2 separate regions of the Sus scrofa genome follow, and region 2 is linked to region 1. A link is a contact called in public HiChIP or PLAC-seq data. All regions are on one chromosome and are shown on one strand. The core of a region is the stretch at or near the end of the contact, and the rest is flanking DNA. Distances in the headings are between cores, read along the strand shown.

The links. HiChIP or PLAC-seq counts read pairs in DNA pulled down with a chosen protein or histone mark.
Region 2: a contact with region 1 is called in an H3K27ac HiChIP or PLAC-seq map of skeletal muscle. The contact joins two enhancer-like sites. A contact is called at or near these places in 3 of 47 Hi-C or Micro-C datasets (embryonic fibroblasts, fibroblasts and mesenchymal stem cells) and 1 of 2 datasets of contacts at active chromatin or transcription factors (skeletal muscle).

What each region holds. Positions count from the first base shown.
Region 1 is chr10:22,078,706-22,083,995 of Sscrofa11.1, reverse strand. No RefSeq gene overlaps it. Among named protein-coding and RNA genes, the nearest start is that of TRNAE-UUC, 160 kb to the right of the region's middle. Within about 2 kb of position 3,050, at least 40 of the 83 cell types and tissues checked have an H3K27ac peak or open chromatin away from gene starts, as enhancers often do. A contact at or near this core is called in embryonic fibroblasts and skeletal muscle, where this site is marked.
Region 2 is chr10:22,275,748-22,281,037 of Sscrofa11.1, reverse strand. No RefSeq gene overlaps it. Among named protein-coding and RNA genes, the nearest start is that of TRNAE-UUC, 360 kb to the right of the region's middle. Within about 2 kb of position 3,292, at least 32 of the 83 cell types and tissues checked have an H3K27ac peak or open chromatin away from gene starts, as enhancers often do. A contact at or near this core is called in embryonic fibroblasts and skeletal muscle, where this site is marked.

The sequences.
Region 1 (5,290 bases), core at 1,801-4,300:
TGTTTTCCCAGGACATTCTGATAAATCCAGAGCAGACATCTGCCAAGAGGAAAGTTACATCATTTAGATTCAATGACTGCATTAGCTTGTCGGCGCTTTCGCAAGAAAGCACCACGGACTGGGTCCCTTCAACTATGGCAAAGTGTGTTCTCCTGTTCTGGAGGCTGGAACACCAAGGTCAACCTGCCTGCAGGGCTGGTTTCCTCAGAGGCGTCGCTCCCTGGCCATCCTCTACTGGGGTCTGACACAGTCTCCGTCCAGTGCGGCTGCGCCTCAGCATGCTCTTGTATAAGGTCACCAGTCCTACTGGATCAGGACCCACTCATATGACCTATTTTACCTTAAATGCCTTATTTCTAAATACAGCCACCTTCTGAGGTCTTTGGGGGCTAAGACTTCAACACGTCTTTTTTGGAAGGGACACAACTCAGCCCATAACAATGACCACCCCCAAAACCGATGAATTTTAGATTTACTTCCACTTTCTGAAATACCATTGAAGTTGGTGCTAGCCTTTTAACTTGATAGTTAAAACTGATTTCAAGTGATAGTTTATGACAGGCCATGAGAGACAATCTTTGGTGGGGGGGGCGGGGAGTGGAAAGTCATTTCTTCCTAATTTGTGATGGCTTTGTAGGGTATTTAAGCAACTAACGTATTATAAGAAATGTTTTCCTGTCATGTAAAAAAATAAAATAAAATGAGAGTGGGTTTGGGTTGATCTGATAACCCACTCCCATGTGGTACATGATTTTCCTTTAAAGAAAATCATGGCGTTTACAATCGTGCCACTGAGAAGTGGCCTGTAGCTCAACGCCGCTCTGTTCTCCCACAGCTGCTGCGGTCACTATAATTCATCTCTAATGTTGGTTGATTTTTATTTTATTTTTCATTTTTATAGCTGCACTCACGGCATATGGAAGTTCCTGGGCTAAGGGTCCAATCGGAGCTGTAGCTGGAGCCTACACGACAGCCAGAGCAACAACAGATACTGCGTCTGTGACCTACACCAAGCTTTTGGCAATGCCGGGTCCTCAATCCCCTGAGCGAGGCCAGGCATCAAATCTGCACCCTCACGGACACTATGTTGGGTTATTAACCTGCTAATCCACAGTGGGAAGTCCTAATGTTTGTCTTTAAATCAAGCCTGTCTGTGGGACAGTGGTACATGGAGGACCTTCCTCCATTAGGTTCGTGGTGGCAGAGGAAAGGAGACGAATCCATGAAGGGCAGCCCTACAGCTAAAACATTTATTAGCATCAGGGGACAGGTTCTTCTTTGTGCTCACATGCATGGGAAAACACAAAGATCCAAATAAACCTCAAGCCTCACTTAGGTTAAAAAAAAAAAGTCCCTGTGCCATCGTTGCAGACTGCTCTGAGTCAAGGTAAAACTGCTTTAAATTTTTTTAATGCAATAAAATGAGCCCCAGACACAGACAAAGGGCCAGACAGTTCCTCACGTACTGAGCTCAACTGGCAATGGTTTTAGACCTTGAAAGCAGCTCCACTGAGAACACCTGATGGGCTGGAACAGGTGGCAGGTGGCAGAGGGCACAGCAGAGGGGCCTGGCCTCAGCTCTGCTCCAGCCATGCCAGGCTGAGTCGGAGGAGACCTTCTAGCACGGTGGCAATGCTGTCACCTGCTTCCCGTGCTCAGAGTTGGGAAGGGCTAGAGGCTCTTGCTCTTAAGTGTATCTGGAGGTCACATCACAGCCGCTATGATACCATCTTCCCTCCAACCTCCCTCTCTTGGTCCCATCGACCTCCCCACTCTGCTTGAGGCTCCTCTGTGGTTGCTGTCCTCACAACAGCTGGGACAACTCCAATTCTCCTGTTCCCCTAAAACTCAGCTTCTGCTCCCACTCCAATCATCATTTACAAACTCAGTTCCCTTCCCCCCCACACCCCGGCGGGGCTAGACATTAGGGGCTGGATTTTAAGGGAAACCTCATTGAATAACTTGAATGTTCATGTGAATAAGTAACATGAGTAAGTAATGAGAAGGCCATCTTGCTTCTCCAGGGGCCCTCGCGTTTCTCAATAATGGAAATTCGTTAGCTTAAGTGAATTGCCAATTCGTGGAACAGGGTTGCTGGAAGAAGCATAAGGAAAGTTTTCAGACAGGAAGAGAGATCTTTCTAGAAAGGAAATTTCAGCTCCCCCGAGACGTGTCCCTCTTGACTCCTACTTATAAATTTTAATTGTCAGTTTCTGGAAAAATCATAATGGTGAAACGAAAAGGACTTGCAGAATTTCCCTAGATTGTGAAAAGAGCCTCATTGACACTTGGCTTTTTCAGTTTTTAGACGAGTGTTTATTTTGTCTCATTTGTTGGGCGTTATCTAAGTGAGCTGAGATAGCATAACTTCCAAATACTGTCCTATGGAAAAAGCCGAGGTCATCTTATGTATAAGCAACATGGGATACTGCCGGCACGATGTTTCTTTTTTTTTTTTTTTCATAATTTGTTGATAGTGGTTTAGGGGTTTTTGTTTTGTTTTGTTTTGCCATTGGTGGAAATGTGATAATGCAACATAGCAGTGAGCCTCTGCAAATTGCAAGTGGGACTCTGCTGCCTTAAACCCAAGCTCTGCTGCTGTCTACCCATGGACCAGGGGCAGCTCCTTTCTCCTCTCTGTGCCCCAGTCCCTTCCTGTGCACTAACCTTCCCTATGTTGTACAGTCACCCCGAGGATTCTATCAGTCAATGCCAAGGGCTTAGCACAGCCCTTGACACCTCGTAAATGCTCAGCAAATTCGAGTTCGACTGCTGTTGTTCTTACCTTTATCCTACCTATCCACTTTGAAAAGCCGACTTCATTTCATGTTCAAAGTCCTAAAAGCTGAATACACATCATGTCCCAGACCTAGGGAGACCAGTCTGGGCCGTATGACTACAACAGCTACGTGTCAGAAGATGTAGATACTTTCAACTTAGCAGCACGTAAACATGACTTCATTTTCCATTCCTTGTTACTATACTCACAGTTTATAAACAAATACACGGTAACCTTGAGGGAGGCCTGGTATGTCCGGTTTCAGTAGTCGCCAGCTGGGCTGAGGGCTGCTGGCCTTGTGTCAAGCGCAAGCTCCCTGATGCTGGTCATTAGCTGCCAGGAAATGCCTTCCTTATTCGTCATGATTGCCTGATGATTTTCTAGTAAGAGAGTGTTAATACTGTACGCAGCGCTGCAACTGCAAGCTGAATCAGTAAAGTGATTGCCTTGTCAAAGGGACAGTATGCTGTTTACTTCGGAGTTCCCAAGACCCTTGCTATTAGGAGTTAGTCCCATAATTAAGAGCGGAAAAAGTAAGTGGGACTCAGAGGTTAGGGATTCATTCTATCCGTGGATGCATTATTGGGCCTACTGTGTGCCCAGCATTGCCCTACTAGGAAGAAGAAGTGGCCTGGGCTTACACAGACATTTGGTCTTGTTCGAGAGACACAACTACGGGGCATGAACCAGTGGAAAAAACAGAACTTTTTGTCACCATTTGATAATGTGTCACAACCTGATATTGACATAAATAGTACTAATTAAAAACAATTCTTGGCCATAAAGTGTTCTGAACTTAGGCCAGCTATCTGGATATGGTCAAGCAATCAGCAATGATATCTGAGAACTTTTAATGTTGATTTTGAATGTTCCACGTAAGACTTAGGATGGCTCTTTGTGTTTCTTTCTTCTAAAAGCCACTTGGTAACCAGACCTCAAAATGAGAAAATGCTAAAGAGAACCTTTTTTTGTGATCTGAAGCTTTTCTGCTAAAAAATGACCACACAAAGATGCCCAGATAAACACATGAGGGACCTACTCTAAGTGCAAAACTCTTTACCAAGGTGTTGTGCCAGGAATCAGAGGTGCCCAATAAATGTTAGATGAATGAAGCATGGGAGAAGGAAGTGCAGGAGGTGTGTCTAACACACCCTGACCAGCCAGGGCCTGCCCTTTACCAGGCTCTAAGCAGGAAGTTAACCATGTAAACCCAGAAGGATGGGCGTCTGTCCTGCAAGGTCATTCTGCTATCATCTTGATGCTTAACGCATTATGTTCAAAAGGCAAAGAACAGTGCAAAAACAGGCCTGGCCTTGAGCTTTTCAAGCAAATATTAAAGATTAAGCTAACTTCTACATTATCACTGATGACCTAAATCCTGAAATCCAGTATCTTGGTTTTTAAAGGGCATTTGATTTTGGTACGATGCTTTAGCAACATGATTGGACCCCAAACATATTTGATCATCTGTAATCACTAGCTGAGCTTTAACAGTCTGTTTCTATCCAGATAATCTTTATGATGAACATTCAAAACCAAAATTCTTAGCTGATAAAGATGCTTCTTCTTCCTTGTGGAGGAGAGACACAGCGTCCTAACGATACACTGAAGGGCAGGACTCACAGCTCATATTGACTGTGATGGACTTTAGTTAGCTCCTTAAAACTGAAGGTAGTTTCAGCTCAGTTTCCTGTGGCCATGGGTCCCAGGAACAGCACAGACAGCTGAAATTTTGAAAATAAACAGGTTATGTCTTATAGTTTCAGCTTCCTCTCTAGTTTTGGCAAAGAAGGAAAAGGAAGCTGAGATTTCAGCTCCTCTCCTTATGCCTTCTTCAGGTGACTGAGTGTTGCTGTTTCTCTTGAATTCATACGTTGACATTCTAAGCCCTAATGTGATGGCATCCGGAGGTGGGGCCTTTGGGAGGTGACTAGGTCATGAGGATGTAGCCCTTATGAATGAGATTAGCGCCCTCGTGAAAGAGACCCCAGAGGGCGCCTTGCCCCTCCTCCAGGTGAGAGCGCAGCAAGCAGACAGCTGTGAATCCGCAAGTAGAACCCAATCCTGCTGGTGCCCTAAGCTCCCAAGAATTGTGAGAAATTTCTTTTGTTTATGAGTCACCCCGCCTATGGTAATTGTTATAGCAGGTCAAGAAGACTCTGACACCTTCTATGTCAAAATACTAGTTTTCTTTTTTTATAATATTCTTTGTCTTTAAATTAAAGTATCATTAATTTACAACATTGTGCCAATTTCTGCTATAAGGCCAAGTGACTCCTGTATATGATCTTTATCTCATACTATCTTCCATTACGTTCTATCCCAAGAGATTGGATAGAGCTCCCTGTGCTGTACAGTAGGACCTCATTGCTTATCCATTCCAAATGTTAATAGTTTACATCCAGTGATCCCTGCCTTCTCCCATCTCAGTTGGCAACCGCAAGTCTGCTCTCTATGTCTGTGAGTCTACTTCTGTTTTTGTTGTTATTGTCATTTTTGGCTATATTGGAG
Region 2 (5,290 bases), core at 2,043-4,542, 200 kb before region 1:
AAACTACTGCTAAGGCAACAAAAGGATCGATGACTCCCATTGCCACAACTCCCACTAACTGAACAAAGTCAAGCAAACCTAGTCCTAAGGATTGGATGACAGCTGTCCAAATAGCGGTGCCCTTATGTGGGAGGGATAAAAAGGAAGCACCCTTTTGAATAAAATAACCCGTGAAGCCAGAGGAAAGGGAAGGGTCACTAAAAGAACAGTGACAAGAAGCATTTGGTGAGGTCAGAGCACTGGTCTATGCAGGACAGATGCTGACAAGTTTTTAATAAAGGCATGGTCCAGTCTAGCAAATGGTGCTTAGGGCTCATAACGCCAGTGACAGAGAATTCAACACTCGGTTGGAGAACATGGAAGTCGTTGGTGGCGCTGAGCACCGCAAGAGCAGTTTTCAGTGGGAACTAAAACCTGACCTGTGGTTTAAAGAGGCTGCAGATGAAGAGAACTGGATATGGGGAAGAGAGATCCTATCTGTGTTTTGTAAAGAGGGACAGGGAAATGGGGCAGAGGCCAGATGGAGAAGGGCAAGTCAAGGGACTTTCTCATGTAGACACCATTCTAAGATTCTATGCTGGTTCGGTTCAAAGGGAGATTTTAAAGATGCACGGAGGTAGGGATGGCACACTGGCACAGCAAAGGCCTTGGAGAGTCACAGAATTTTTCTGGTGAAACTGTTTTGGTCACAAACACATATGGTTCCTGTTGTCACTGACTTAACCTAGAAATTCCAACCGCACAGTACTCTACTTTAATAAATACTATGTTTTAATTTTCATAGCTTTCTAAGCAGTGTGTTTAACTGATGCATTTTTCCTGACATCATCCAAAGGTACGTGGTTGTCTTACAAACAGGAATGGTACGTGCTGCTTCTGCTCCATGACGTGAATGAGGCAGCAGAAGTGGCCTTTTACCACAAAAATGTGTTAGAACACATGGACCCCTAGAAAACTGCTGAATTGCCAAGTGGAAAAATATGTTGTTCCTTTAGAAATGGAAATTTCTCATAGAAAAATGCAGTGGGAGTTTTATCCTGTTCTCTTCAGAATAAATAAACATAACCATAGAATAAATGTTCGTTTTTTAATCCTAAATCGAGAATAGATTAACTTTAAAAACATACCAAAGCATTTTTAGATCTATAGGGAAACGTGAACACTGAATATTGCTATTAAAATGCAAAAGTTATGGTTTTTTGCTCATTTTTCTCTGTGAAAGTAAAATAAATAATGGATCATTTGTGGTTGTTTCTCTACTGAGTTTTCTTATTAGTGGAGTGTTAATTTTATCATATTTCACTTGTATAATATATTATAGGAATTTTTACACTCTAATAAGTGCTTTCGTGTAAGAGCAGTGAACAGTGTTCTCAGTTTAACTTTGCTAAGCATGACTTTAACATCCATATTTCCTGAATTTGTTATTTGAATATATAACCTCTATCTCATTCCATGTATTTTTGGCTCACATTTTCTATGATTTTTATTCCCAGGTGTATGTAAACACGAAAAGCCAACAGGTAACCTATGTTCACTAGCAACTGGGGAATTGGCAGAGCATTAGCCCTAACGCCATTTCTCAAAAACAGTCAATTTGGCTTCGGGTGGCTGCCTCTGTGTGAATCGTCAGTTGAAGCTGACTGGTGGAGAACTTGTGCACCACTTCATGCTTTTGTTCTTGAAGCTAATTGTTCAGAACTTAAAAGTGTTCATGCCAGAAAGCCTTGTAGTGACATGCAAACTATCACGTTAAGAAAATAAGGGTCAGCACAACTGAAATATTATCCCTTACAGATACTTTTCTCCATGGTGAGCTTCAGTGGGGACATTTTTACTTTTGGATGAAAAAAACAGGAAAAGATCCTTTCAGCATGATTTCAGGTTTCTCACATCTTTTATTATTATTATTATTATTTTGTCTTTTTTAGGGCCACACCCACAGCATATGGAGGTTCCCAGGCTAAGGATCTAATCAGAGCTGTAGCCACTGGCCTACACCACAGCCACCGCGACACAGGATCCGAGCTGCATCTGCGACCTACACCACAGCTCATGGCAACGCCAGATCCTTAACCCACTGAGCGAGGCCAGGGATCGAACCTGCAAACCTCATGGTTCCTAGTGGGATTCGTTAACCACTGAGCCACGATGACGGGAACTCCTAACATCTTTTTAATGTAAAGCTTTGTGCCTTAGCTTATTTGCAGGTGACACAGTGAAGCATGGTTCTAGGTTTTAAACTTTCTGGACAACAGCATTGCCATAATATTTCCAGGTTGTATTTACCTTATTTCTTCTATTTACCTTTTAAAAGATGGTTTTGGCATTTTATTAAGGGTTAATATTTGAAGACTCCCTTGTACTCCAAATAACTTATACCTTTAAGAGTACACAGAACAATTTATTTTACTATATAATCCAAGTTTCTTTTACATGGCCATTTGTGTACTGAAGTGGTATCACATTATCTAAAAGTTTAATTGAACCTTAGAATTCTTTACTACTGAATTAATGGAAGAACTTCTATCATGTGCACATCTATGTGCCAAGTTTGTGTTTTGTTTTCTATTAAATATATCCCTTTTAATTTTATCTGAATAAAGGAGAATAACACATAGCTTTTCATGAATAATTGAATTAATCTGGCATTAATTTGCTTTATGTGTAAGCTGTTATTATTCTCCAAACTTATTCATTTTTGTGTCTCAATTTGTATTTTATTTTTTTTTCGCTTCCCCACCACTATCCTACTTACATTTTGCTGAAGATCCAAACATGCTCCTTATTGTAGCATGGTATGTATATGCAGCAGACATAATTTTTTTAAAGAAGATATAATGCATTAGGTTTACTCAACACCCATATTGGTGTTAACCACACATATCAGTGATGGAATTTGCAGTAGGGGATCCACTATGATTCTCTCTTTTTTTTTTTTTCTCATGTTCCTATTTTTGTAAGCTCAAAAGAGAGAACTTGACTCCAAAGACATGGTGTTGCTCCCGATCAAATTTTAAATGATATATAATTAGGTTTGTATGTGTCTTATACATTAAAGTTATATTCTTGGGAACCGGAACCAGAGACTTGGCTGGTGGCAAGAAATAACAAATTCTTCCTTCCCTTGTTTTGTCCGAATTCCTTCCTTCCTCTGTCAAACATCACAAAGCCCTCTTCAAAAAGAACACTCCATGAGTCAGAGAGATCCTCACTGCCCCACTCTCATTCTGTGTAAACCAGAGTCGGCACATGACACAGTTCAGCGCCAGGGCCCTGCCTGCTTGTCGGTTCTCCCAATTGACGTCTGTTCCCCTAATTGACAGCGCCTGTGACGCGTGTAGGCAGGTCTAGGCTCAGAGCAGCTCCCAGATCTGAGCACATGGGGAGGGGGGGAGGGAGAGGAGGACTAATCACTCCCGCTCCTTCATCTCCAGGAGAAGAAAAGCACCAGCTTGACTGTCCAGGATCATGTCAGAAACGCAAGACGACGTTATTTGCAAGGAGCACACAGGCAAGGGGAGCGGTGTCCCGGGCTGGACAATAAGGAGTTAGGAGAGCCGTTTCCAAGGGCCTCTGACAGCGGAGGTTCAGGATACAGCTGTGTGGCTGATCAACAAAGGAATTTTCAAAGGGTTCCTGGACAGGGATGAATACAATTATTCATCTAATGGCAGGTGCCGTGAAAGGAAGAAGTGCTGTTAACTCCTAATATGGAGAATGCAGTTAAGGGTCCAAGAGAATGAGAGCAAGAAAATTATAGAAAGCCAGCTCAGATACGCATGGCAATGCTGATAAATTAGTAACACAGCCTCAGGCATTTTGCCAAGACAACTGCCAACACCATGGCTCAGACTGTCAGCAGACATGTTTAGTACTATGTCAGAAAAGTCAAATTTCACTCTCCTATCCAGGGGAGGACAAGAATATATATATTTAAAGTGCCCCATTGCAATCCAGCCCATATATGTGAAACATGCTGTTTTTCACATGGTATCCTCAGTTTACTCCTGAGCTTTTTCGTGCTTAGATGGAGGATTTAATTAACGAAAAATCCAATCAATCCTTCTCTGAAAGGGATCATGGAGTCTTCCCAAATTAAATAGAGAGGCATCCAGCTAAGCTGGTTATCATTTGGAGATTCTTTCTCGCAAATTTTCAAACAGCAAGACAAACTTTGCCACACACAAGTCAGTCCAACCAGGAATTCTGCTGGGAAAGACTTTCATGAACACTATAGGTATTAATGATTTCTGCCAGTTTCAGCTCTGCAAAAACTGTGCCTGTTTCTTAGAGATAATGGTTGGGTTCTTCTGCCTCTTTACAAACCATTCCCTAATTTATCCCACTAGTAGTTATTGAATGTTTTTTATGTGCCAGACCCTTTAATAAAGCCTTGTTTATTGCTACTCAGTGTAAACTTTAGAAGAATGTAAACTATATATGAACCTAAAACGTTGCAGTTTTTTGATTATGTTGAGTTAATGCAACCATTAAGATAAAACTCCTAAAGGTGATTATTATTTTCTTTCTAAAATATCTGTTTCTTCTATCTTAAATTATAAGCTTCTGGGAGCAAGTTTTGAATCCAGGTGTTCTCATTTTTTTCTCCTAGACATTGCCCCATCAAAGGCCCTCAATATTTTCTGTAGATATTAACTCAGATATAAACAGATAAGCATACAAATATAATAATCATTAGAGCAAAAAGCAAAATATTAAACGAGTATAATTAAATAGAAAATGTCCATTGTTTACAGTCACTCATTCCATCCATGCACCCATTCCTCCTTCTAATCACTCATCCATTGATTTATTTCTTAATTCTACCATGTGTCAAGGATAATGCCAGATGCTAAGATAAATAAGTGAAACAGGCATGGACTCTGCAATCCCAGGGAGATTGTATTCTTCTGAAGGTGAAAGTAAACAAATAATTACATGTTGTGAGAAATACAAAAAATCCAGGTAGACATACTCCTCTCTGAGGAGGTGAGATTTAAAAAGTACTGATAGAATCAAAGAATCTCAGTTACTTTGCAGGTGGTGCAAAGGCTCTAGGCAGAGAAAGAGCTTGGTGACACCCCATGTATGGGGTTGAATAGTGTTTGCACAAAACTTCACACCCGCCTAGAACCTCAAAATATGATCTTATTTGGATATAGGGTCTTTACAGAAATAACCAAGTTAAGATGGGTTAGAGTGGACCCTCACTGAATAACTAGTGTTCTTGAAAGAATAGAAAAACATTTGGATGCAGAACAGGGAAGAAGGCCATCTGATCTCAGAT